Linked DNA regions of Mus musculus: region 1 is linked to region 2. A link is a contact called in public ChIA-PET data. All regions are on one chromosome and are shown on one strand. The core of a region is the stretch at or near the end of the contact, and the rest is flanking DNA. Distances in the headings are between cores, read along the strand shown.

Region 1 (4,327 bases), core at 963-3,462, 280 kb before region 2:
TGTAACAGGAAGGTGTACAGGCCTGCAGGGAAGAGAACTGGACAAGGCTGCTGCAGAGCCAGAAATGACCGATCAGTTTTCTTCTTCAAAAACCTGCCAGTTCTCAGGAGGCAGAGGCAGGCAGGTCTTTGCGAGATCAAGGCCAACCTGGTCTACATAGTGAGACTCTGTCTGAGAAACAAACATAAAAATTCCCTTCAGGAAATAGGATTCTTTTGTTCAGTTTCACTTCAGCTCTGGGAATGGTAGCTTTCTCAGAGATCAGCACCTCCTGGCCATTGCTTGATTCCCAGGGAGAGGAAAGATCGCTTTAACAGTCAGACAGGAGGCAATATGTGGGTGAGTGGGAGGCCATGGGAAGTGGTCCCTGAACCAGCATCATCTCAATGTAAATAAGAATTTAAAATACAATAAAAGGAAATGGGGGTTCACGTCAAGCACCACAGGAGTCGCAGTCAGAACAGAGCAAGTGAACCGTCATCACGGACGTGACTGACAAGAGACTCCGCAGCGTTCCTGGCCTGTCGGGGTGTTGGACGATTCTCCACTCTGCATCAAGTGGCTTGATCATAGTTAATATTTGATGTAAATCTACCAGTGTCTTACATAAGAATTGCATTAACTTAAAAACTGCAAAATGACAGAACTTAGAAACTGTAATTTGAACCATGGGTTGAATTTGCAAACTAAAGCATTCCATCTTGTATCTAGGGATCCGTCAGGGTGGCCTCATGGAGTTGCAGTTTGCCATTCTGTTAATGTAGGTCACTTAGGAAACAGTTTTCATAAAACAGTGTTGGTTTTAGTTGGTGGGGTTGTGCCCATGAGTGCAGTGTCAGGGGCGGCCAGGGAGGGCATAGCAGCCCCTGGGGCTGAAGGCGCAGGTGAGTTTGAGCTGCTTCATTCAGGTTCTGAGAAACAACTCAGGCCCTCTGGAAGGACAGCACGTGCTCTTGCCTGCTCTGAGCAATCCCCGGATCCTGGAAATACTTTACATTAAAAGCGTAAGCCTGTGAATTCATAACAACAGCGGCAGGACCTGTGTGTGTTAGGGTCTCACACCTGTCCCAGCAGGTGTTTGACTTACTCTCTGAACTTGGAAGGACCACGCTTAATCCTGACTTAGTCTTAATGGCCTTAGAGAATGTGGCTAACCACGCCTGTCTGCTTTCTATTACCATTGAATGCTGCCCTGGGTAGATTCCAGTTGGTGTGATGATTGGCGGAGCATCCTGTGGCATACCCAGATAGATCTCAGAACCCCGAAGCAGGCAGTTGCCAGGAGCCTCATACGCTTTCCCAGAGCTTGTGAAGGCAGGCTGGGAGTTGGGATAGGAAACACTTTACACTGAGAATGTGGGGAGATGAGAGAGGGGCCATTTCCAGGAGGCCCCCTCTCAACATATTAGGCATGTGTGCTGTTGCTGTCATACCTCCAGCCTGACAGCACTTGACATGGTAAGGAGGACATGTGCAGGATGTCCACAGAGGCAAAAGTGCCCAGGCAGGATCTGAGTTAGAGCCTTTGATGGGTGGGGTCTTGCTCTCTGTTGCACCCTACCCCCACCCCCACTTGTCCCAATTTTCCGTTAATGGCTCTGAGAGTTTTAGCATAGAGGGGCTGCCACCCTCCTCACCTGTACCTTTAGACTCACCCCTTTCCTCGCCAAACTGGACATTACTTAAAGCCCTCTACCCCCTCACTATGAATCTAAGCACTGTGAGCAGTGACCACAACCAGCCTGGCTGTTTCTGTCTTAAAATGTCAATGTAGTTCAGTACTTTTGGATCCAGCCTCATTCAAACTTTTAGGAAATCCTATGCCAGGATATGACATCATCAGCTTCTAGCCTAGTTCCCAGGACAACGGCTCCTCCTCCTCCTCCTCCTCCTCCTCCTCCTCCTCCTCCTCCTCCTCCTCCTCCTCCTCCTCCTCCTCCTCCTCTTCCTCTCTGAAGCCTCATGCTGTACCCTGTCTGAAAAGCCATACACTCTACTGATTTCTCATTATTGTCTTCTACCAAACTTCCACCCGGACAGCCACTGAGCTCTTGCTTACAGAATTCTAGGGCTCTTGTGGCTTATGGCTCTAGGCTGTTTCCGTATTCGCCCCAAATCAGTTCTAAAACTATGGTCGCGCGACCAGGATGCTCATGGTGACAAAGCTGTGATCACGTGGCTAGGATGCTCGGTGACAGCTATGATCATGCGGCCAGGTTGCTCGCGGTGACAAAGCTATGATCACGTGGCCAGGTTGCTCGCAGTGACATCGCTGCGCCTCAATACTGCGTTTTCTATGTACTTTCATTTTTCACTGATGTGGCAAATAGCAGGCAGAGACAACTTAGGGAAAGAAGGGATTGTATAGGTTCATGGCATGACGGGATGCAGTGTATCACGGGAGCAGCGGGAGCGCGAGGTAGCGATACACGGGGTTTCTGCAGCCAGACAGCAGAGACTGTGAACGTCCATGTTCAGCTCTCTCTCTCTTCTCTTTCTGTTTAGGTTGTGACATCATCTCACAGAATCGCAAGTCCATGTTCAGGGTGGGATCTAGTCAAGTTGAGAGTGAAGAGTAATGTAAATTGAAAATTCTCTGACATTAAATGACAGTGTAGGTTTCTTTTTTCATGAGCTTATTAAGAAGTTGGCCACTAGAGGGCTCTTAATACCGACTCTTAATTGATTTGAATGGCTTTTAAAAATATTGTAAATATTTAAAAAAATATTTAACAATAAAAATATTTAAATGTTTAATATATTTTAAAATACCATAAACATTCTAAGTTGTTTATAGCACAACATGTTTAGAAAGGGCTAATTTGAGTAGGGCATAATTAATGAGAAATTATTCAAAGTAGAACATTTAAAATAGTAGTTTCAAAAATATTTTACTACCCTGAGGAACAAGCAGATAGATGGACATGGGTCTTTGAATTGAAAGTTAAGTTTCGAAGTGTCTCTCTCATTAAGGGACTGAACTGGCCTGGAAATGTAACTCAGCGACAGATGCTTGGCCGGTGTGGATGAGGCCCTGGCTTAAATCCCCAGTCCTTCCAAAAGAAAAACTGAACAAGCATGCATAAGAAAATTCCACATGTACACTCAAGAGCATGCATGCACACATGTGCATGCCTGAATGTGTATACACACATTACATTCACACAGAGGCATACATGCCCAAACATGCTCATACTACACACGCATACACACACACACACACACACACACACACACACACACACACACACACACACACACACACACACACACAGTCTAACTCTCAGGTGAAATCTGCTATAAGAAACTCAGCCTGATGTTGCCTTTCTTTGGTTGTGTCTGTTTGGTCCTAGAGAGTGAACCTAAGACTCCATGTGGCCTCAGGGTTCTACCATTGAATGATCTTGGGGGCTTTGTTTGTTTGCTTTGTTGTTGTTTCTCTGGATTTAGGGGGTTTGACACAGCATCTTATGTAACCCAGCTGGCCTCAAATGGCTGTGTACCTGAGAATGGCCTTGGACTTTTGATCCTCCTGCCTCCACCAGAGTGCTGGGATCACAGACAAAAACCATCACCCTGTTTTATGCAGGGCTGGGGGCTTGAACCCCATCCTCCTGCATGCTAGGCAGGCACTTTGCCAGCTGGGCCACCTCCCAGTCTACTGACTTGTCTCTAATGAGCAGCCTTGTAGAGGGGTGACAGCCTACTATATTCTGGATATACACCAGCATGTGTACTGAAAAGATTGCATAGGGTGATCAAGAGACAAAATACGCACAAATCAAATCAACAGGCCAGAGACTGTCCCTGAAGTGACAGCATTTAGGCTAAGTGCTAAAAAAGCCATTCCTGCTGCTGCTGCCGCTGTTCCTGCTGCTGGTTTTGTTGTCCTTTTGGTTTGGCTTTTTGAGACAGAGCCTCACCCTGGTCTCTAGGCTATTTTACGGACCAATACCCTCCTGTTGCATTTAGAGAATAATTTCTGAGGATGTTGATGCTCACTGCCAGCCATTCTTCTATTGCAGACTTCCGACTCTGAAGGGGAGGATTCCCAAACCACCCAACTTGAACTGGAGATGAAGCTGCTGAGTGAAGCAGTCTTAGCAGGTATTCTGTCCCCACCCTCGGTGTGTAATGGAGGCTTCCTTCACAGAAAAGTAAGGCAAGGCCATTGTAGAGTGAAATATGTTTGAAGCACAAATCCTCCACAGTCCCTCTCAGACAAAAAAAAAAACTGTCAATAATCAATAATCATACTTTTCTACTCAATATTAAGTTATGTACTTAGGGAAAAAATATGTTCCAGACAAATGACGTTCAGCACTGA
Region 2 (4,189 bases), core at 909-3,408:
CATCTTCCCAGTAACCCTAGGCTCAGTGTTTTTACTGTGCATATAGAGACTTCTGCTCTGCTTTCTTTCCTTTCTTCCTTGGTGAAGCAGAAATGTAGTGGTTTATAGAAACAGTGACGTTCAATATTCTCCCTTCCCTCTTCCCTCCCTCTCTCCCTTCCTCCTTGTCTTCCTTTTCCTCCTCCCCTTTCTCTTCCCCTTTCTCTTCCTGTCTCTCCTCCTCCTTTTCCTTCCCGTCTCTTCCCCTTGCTCCTCCTCTTCCCTTCTTTCTCCTTTCTCTGCTCTGGTCTGTTCTATGCAAGCAGCTTTTCTTGTCCACACCCATCCTGCCATGCTTTTCTGCCTCTTATAGGTCCAGAGAGATGGAACAAGTGACCATGGCCCGAAATCTGAATCTGTGAGCCACAATACATGAAGTTTCCTTTATGCTGACTTTCTTAGGTTGGCACAGTAAAAAGATGCTGCCCAGAACGGGAGGTCTGTCTAGGAATCTCTGTGTCTTCACTGTGCAGCCATCCCTTGGGCTCCTATGTCTCACTCTCTGTCAGATCCGGCAGGTGTGGCAGAAGTCACCAGGAGCTTGGCCATGGAAACTGCCCCTGTAAGGATGGAGCTTCCGAGCGACACTGCACTGAAGGATCAGGAGGCCTCCGTTGCTTCTGCAGGCATCGAGGGGGGAATACTCTTTCTGCTCCTTTCTAGCTTGCTGGCTCAGGGCTCCTTCTTCCTTTGTTTTACAAAGCACACCACTCCAGTCTCCAGTCCCCTGTCCCTTCTCTGTGTTCTGACCCTCCTGCATCCATCCCTCTTCCACAGAGGATCTTCCGAGCTAAGGCAGCACAGTCTCCCCATCTCTTTAAACTTAATTCCACCTGCACATTCTCTAATGAGGGGGAACTTTTGCTAACTTCTGAAGGTGTCAGCCTCCCTGAAGGTCATTAATCTAAGAAATTGCTCTCAGGGAATTTTTAAGGATAATTACTGGAACCCACAGACATGAACAGCATGGGAGGGTGGGTGTGGACCCTTTGACTTCTGGGCTGTAGCTTTTCATTAAAAGAATTTTTTTTTTTGGAGTAGAAATGTTTGAAAAGCATTATCACGCTCATATTTACAGTATAGAAAGACCACAGAAAGTCCTACAACCTTCCCTAGGAAGGTTATAAAGGGCACGGATACATGGAAATTGACTTTTTGTTTTTTTAAAGCAATGTCTGTTTGGATGCATGGGTAGAGCACGGATGTTCATTTCCACCCCCTCCCCCTGTTCCCTTCTACCTTATTGCCTACTCAGTTCCCAGAAATCCTTAATTTGCTTTGTGCAGGACTTAAACTCTATCAGATGTCTTCTCCATATGAATTTATGCTGCAACCACTCTGTCCAAGTGACAAGATTAAGTGACAAGACATTTGCTCGACAGTGCTTCTCAGAGTGCAGACAATGACTTGATTAAGGAGTGCGTTATGTATGCTTTGGATGTGACTGTGCCCCCAGGCCCGGGCATCTGAACACCCGTTCCCAGCTGGTGGTCCTGTGGGGGGAGATACGGAGCCTTCAGGAGACGAAGCTTCTCTGGAGGAAGTGGGTTGCTTTTGGGGCGGACCTCGAGGTTTGTGACCTGACCCCACTTCCTGCCTGCTGGTGTGTGGAGAGGTGAAGACTCTCAGCCGTACCCTCTGCTCCCCCAGCAGTGAATTCCTCGCCTTTCCCTCTGTACCCTTTCAAACCATGAGCCCCAAAGAGCCATTCCTCCTTTTAAGTAGCCTGTTTGCCAGAGTGATAAGAACTGGTCCAGAAGACATTCAGGAACAGCTAAAGCATTTTAAAGAGAATACAGGCTGCAGGAGGCTCTGTACAACTAAGAATCAGATTCCGGACACGCTCTGTGTTGGCTCTCACTCTACAGACACAACGAGTGTATTGTTAGCAGCCCTGCAGCTGCTTTGTCAGGTACCTGGGCTGGGACAGAACAGTGGGCTTGAAGGCACTGACTCCGCAATCAAAGTGAGGGAAGAGGTCCCGAGGTCTGAGGAACACCCAAGGGACAAGAGAGAGGATGGACATCTCTTTGGCAGCTTGGTGTCTACTCTGCACACTGAAACCATCCCAGGTCTGACTCAACAAAGTACCAGCACGGAGTCATCCGACCACTTCCTGGGTTTTCCCCCTCAAAGCTTTCACACCCAGCGTTGGCCTGCACTCCACCCTGCCAGAGGATGAGCTCAGCAGGCTGCGCAGGCGCGAAGGCCTGACAGACTGCTATGTAATGGTCCCCGGGGGCACCGGGCTTCCATCCCTGGAGGCAGGAGATGGAAGAGGGTTTGAACAACAGCAATTAGCTGGGGATTTTCTCCGTGTCTTGGTGAGAAACATCTGACCTCGAAACAAGTCTTTCTTTGGTGAAGAAGGGCGGTGTGTGCCTTACAGGAAACTCAAACATGACTTCAGAACATTACACACTGGATTAGGCAGAAGGGCACATGTGTGGCACCAGGGGGTGGGGTGGGGGGAGCTCGCCTCTGATTTTTAGAGCAGAAATACAACCGGAGCTTGAGTGAGGTTGTCAGCGGGGAAGCTTAGGCATGCTCCAGTCTGAGGGTCTTAGGCACTCACCGTTGGCAGATCACCGCGCCAGCCCTTCCTCCCCACCCCTTATTTCCTTCTTCTGCCAGCTTGCGCTCTCTGTTCTTCCCTATTTAAATATTTCTTCCTACTCAGAGCCCTGTAAGCACTTCATCACCAAAGTCTTTGATCTAGGAACAATAGCAGCCGTTTGAACAGCAGAAGAGAAACACTTGTTACATAATTTTACTTTCTCTCCAGACTTTGAACATATATCACCAAGTCAGGAAAACCTAGAGTGAAAGTTTCCAGGGCCGACCACACTCCAACCACACCCCGCCCAAGGCCCGACCACACCCTGATCAAGGCCCACCACGACTGACCACGCCCCAAACACGCCCCAACCTCCCCTGGCCTGCCTGCCTTTACATAGTGTTTTTATTTCTCACTCAGTTTGGTCACACTTTTCTGAGGCTAATTATGCACCGGCCTTGCAATCTTTACAAGATTTGCACATGACAAATTCTGATTTGCTTGTTACGCAGGGAAGGCAATCTTCAAGATGAAGCTTCATAAATAACCAAAAGGAAGACTTTTACACTCAACAGTAAAGCTAATTTATACTCACGAAAATTTTTTTTCTCCCACCATGCATTATACAGTGTCAGGCATAATATTTTAATCCCTACACTTTAGCACACATTTCAGCCTTCCTGGCTTTGATTGACCTATGGCGTCTCACTGCATCTTCATGGATTGTGGGACACAGAGGGCGGCAGCATATTATGGGCTGGAATGTGTTATTTTTCCACCTCTAAGTCTCCCTCACTTTCTTACATGGACACACACACACACACACACACACACACACACACACATACACAGATGATTATATTTAATGGTTTCCAAACTAAAATGACATCCCAGTCTCTTCTCTTACCTACCTGCTCTCCATTGGTTGTGCAAGCCTAAGTCCACCTATCAAAAGCAGCTCCAACAGTGTTTACCCAGCGAGTGGTGCACACCAACAATCTAAATATAGACACCATCTTTCCAAGTCCGCACCATGAAGCACTTTCAGTGACCCACCAGGTAAAGATGTGTCCCCACCAACAAGGTGCGAAGAGATCTGGTCTCTAGAAATTAGCACTGCTAATTAGCACATGACCTTAGGAGACAACATGACCTTCAGCAGAATATTATCTGTCTTGTTTCTTAGATTATGAAGAGAAAGGATAGGGAAGTGCTTGGAAGCCAGTGTGGATACTTAGATCTCTCACGTAGGCAACTTGAAAGGCCAACTGTGTCCATGGTTGAAAAACATTTCTTTGAGCTGTTTTCTTGTTTTGAGTCAGATCTTAATGAAGCTCGGGCTGGCCTCAAACTCACTATATGGGGTTTTTTTTTTTTTTTGGTTTTTCGAGACAGGGTTTCTCTGTGCAGCCCTGGCTGTCCTGGAACTCACTTTGTAGACCAGCTGGCCTTGAACTCAGAAATCCGCCTGCCTCGGCCTCCCGAGTGCTGGGATTAAAGATGTGCGCCACCACGCCCGGCTTGGATATTGGCCTTTGAACTCTAAAGCTTCTTTCTGCTTCTACCTCCCTGGTGCTGGGACTACTGAGGCGC

What was found. ChIA-PET counts read pairs in DNA pulled down with a chosen protein or histone mark.
Region 1: an RNA polymerase II ChIA-PET map of memory CD8 T cells shows a contact between it and region 2, with 10 read pairs. The contact joins two enhancer-like sites. A contact is called at or near these places in 1 of 484 Hi-C or Micro-C datasets (embryonic stem cells), 1 of 115 datasets of contacts at active chromatin or transcription factors (memory CD8 T cells) and 1 of 9 other capture datasets (embryonic stem cells).

What each region holds. Positions count from the first base shown.
Region 1 is chr6:145,185,591-145,189,917 of GRCm38.p6, reverse strand. It overlaps Casc1 (cancer susceptibility candidate 1), which reads left to right. Exons shown (of 16, transcript NM_177222.4): 10 at 4,026-4,107. It overlaps Gm15543 (predicted gene 15543), which reads right to left. Exons shown (of 2, transcript NR_157240.1): 2 at 2,288-2,553. Among named protein-coding and RNA genes, the nearest start is that of Gm15543, 5.5 kb to the right of the region's middle. Within about 2 kb of position 2,212, at least 129 of the 459 cell types and tissues checked have an H3K27ac peak or open chromatin away from gene starts, as enhancers often do. A contact at or near this core is called in memory CD8 T cells, where this site is marked.
Region 2 is chr6:144,900,775-144,904,963 of GRCm38.p6, reverse strand. No RefSeq gene overlaps it. Among named protein-coding and RNA genes, the nearest start is that of Gm32124, 5.1 kb to the right of the region's middle. Within about 2 kb of position 2,158, at least 178 of the 459 cell types and tissues checked have an H3K27ac peak or open chromatin away from gene starts, as enhancers often do. A contact at or near this core is called in memory CD8 T cells, where this site is marked.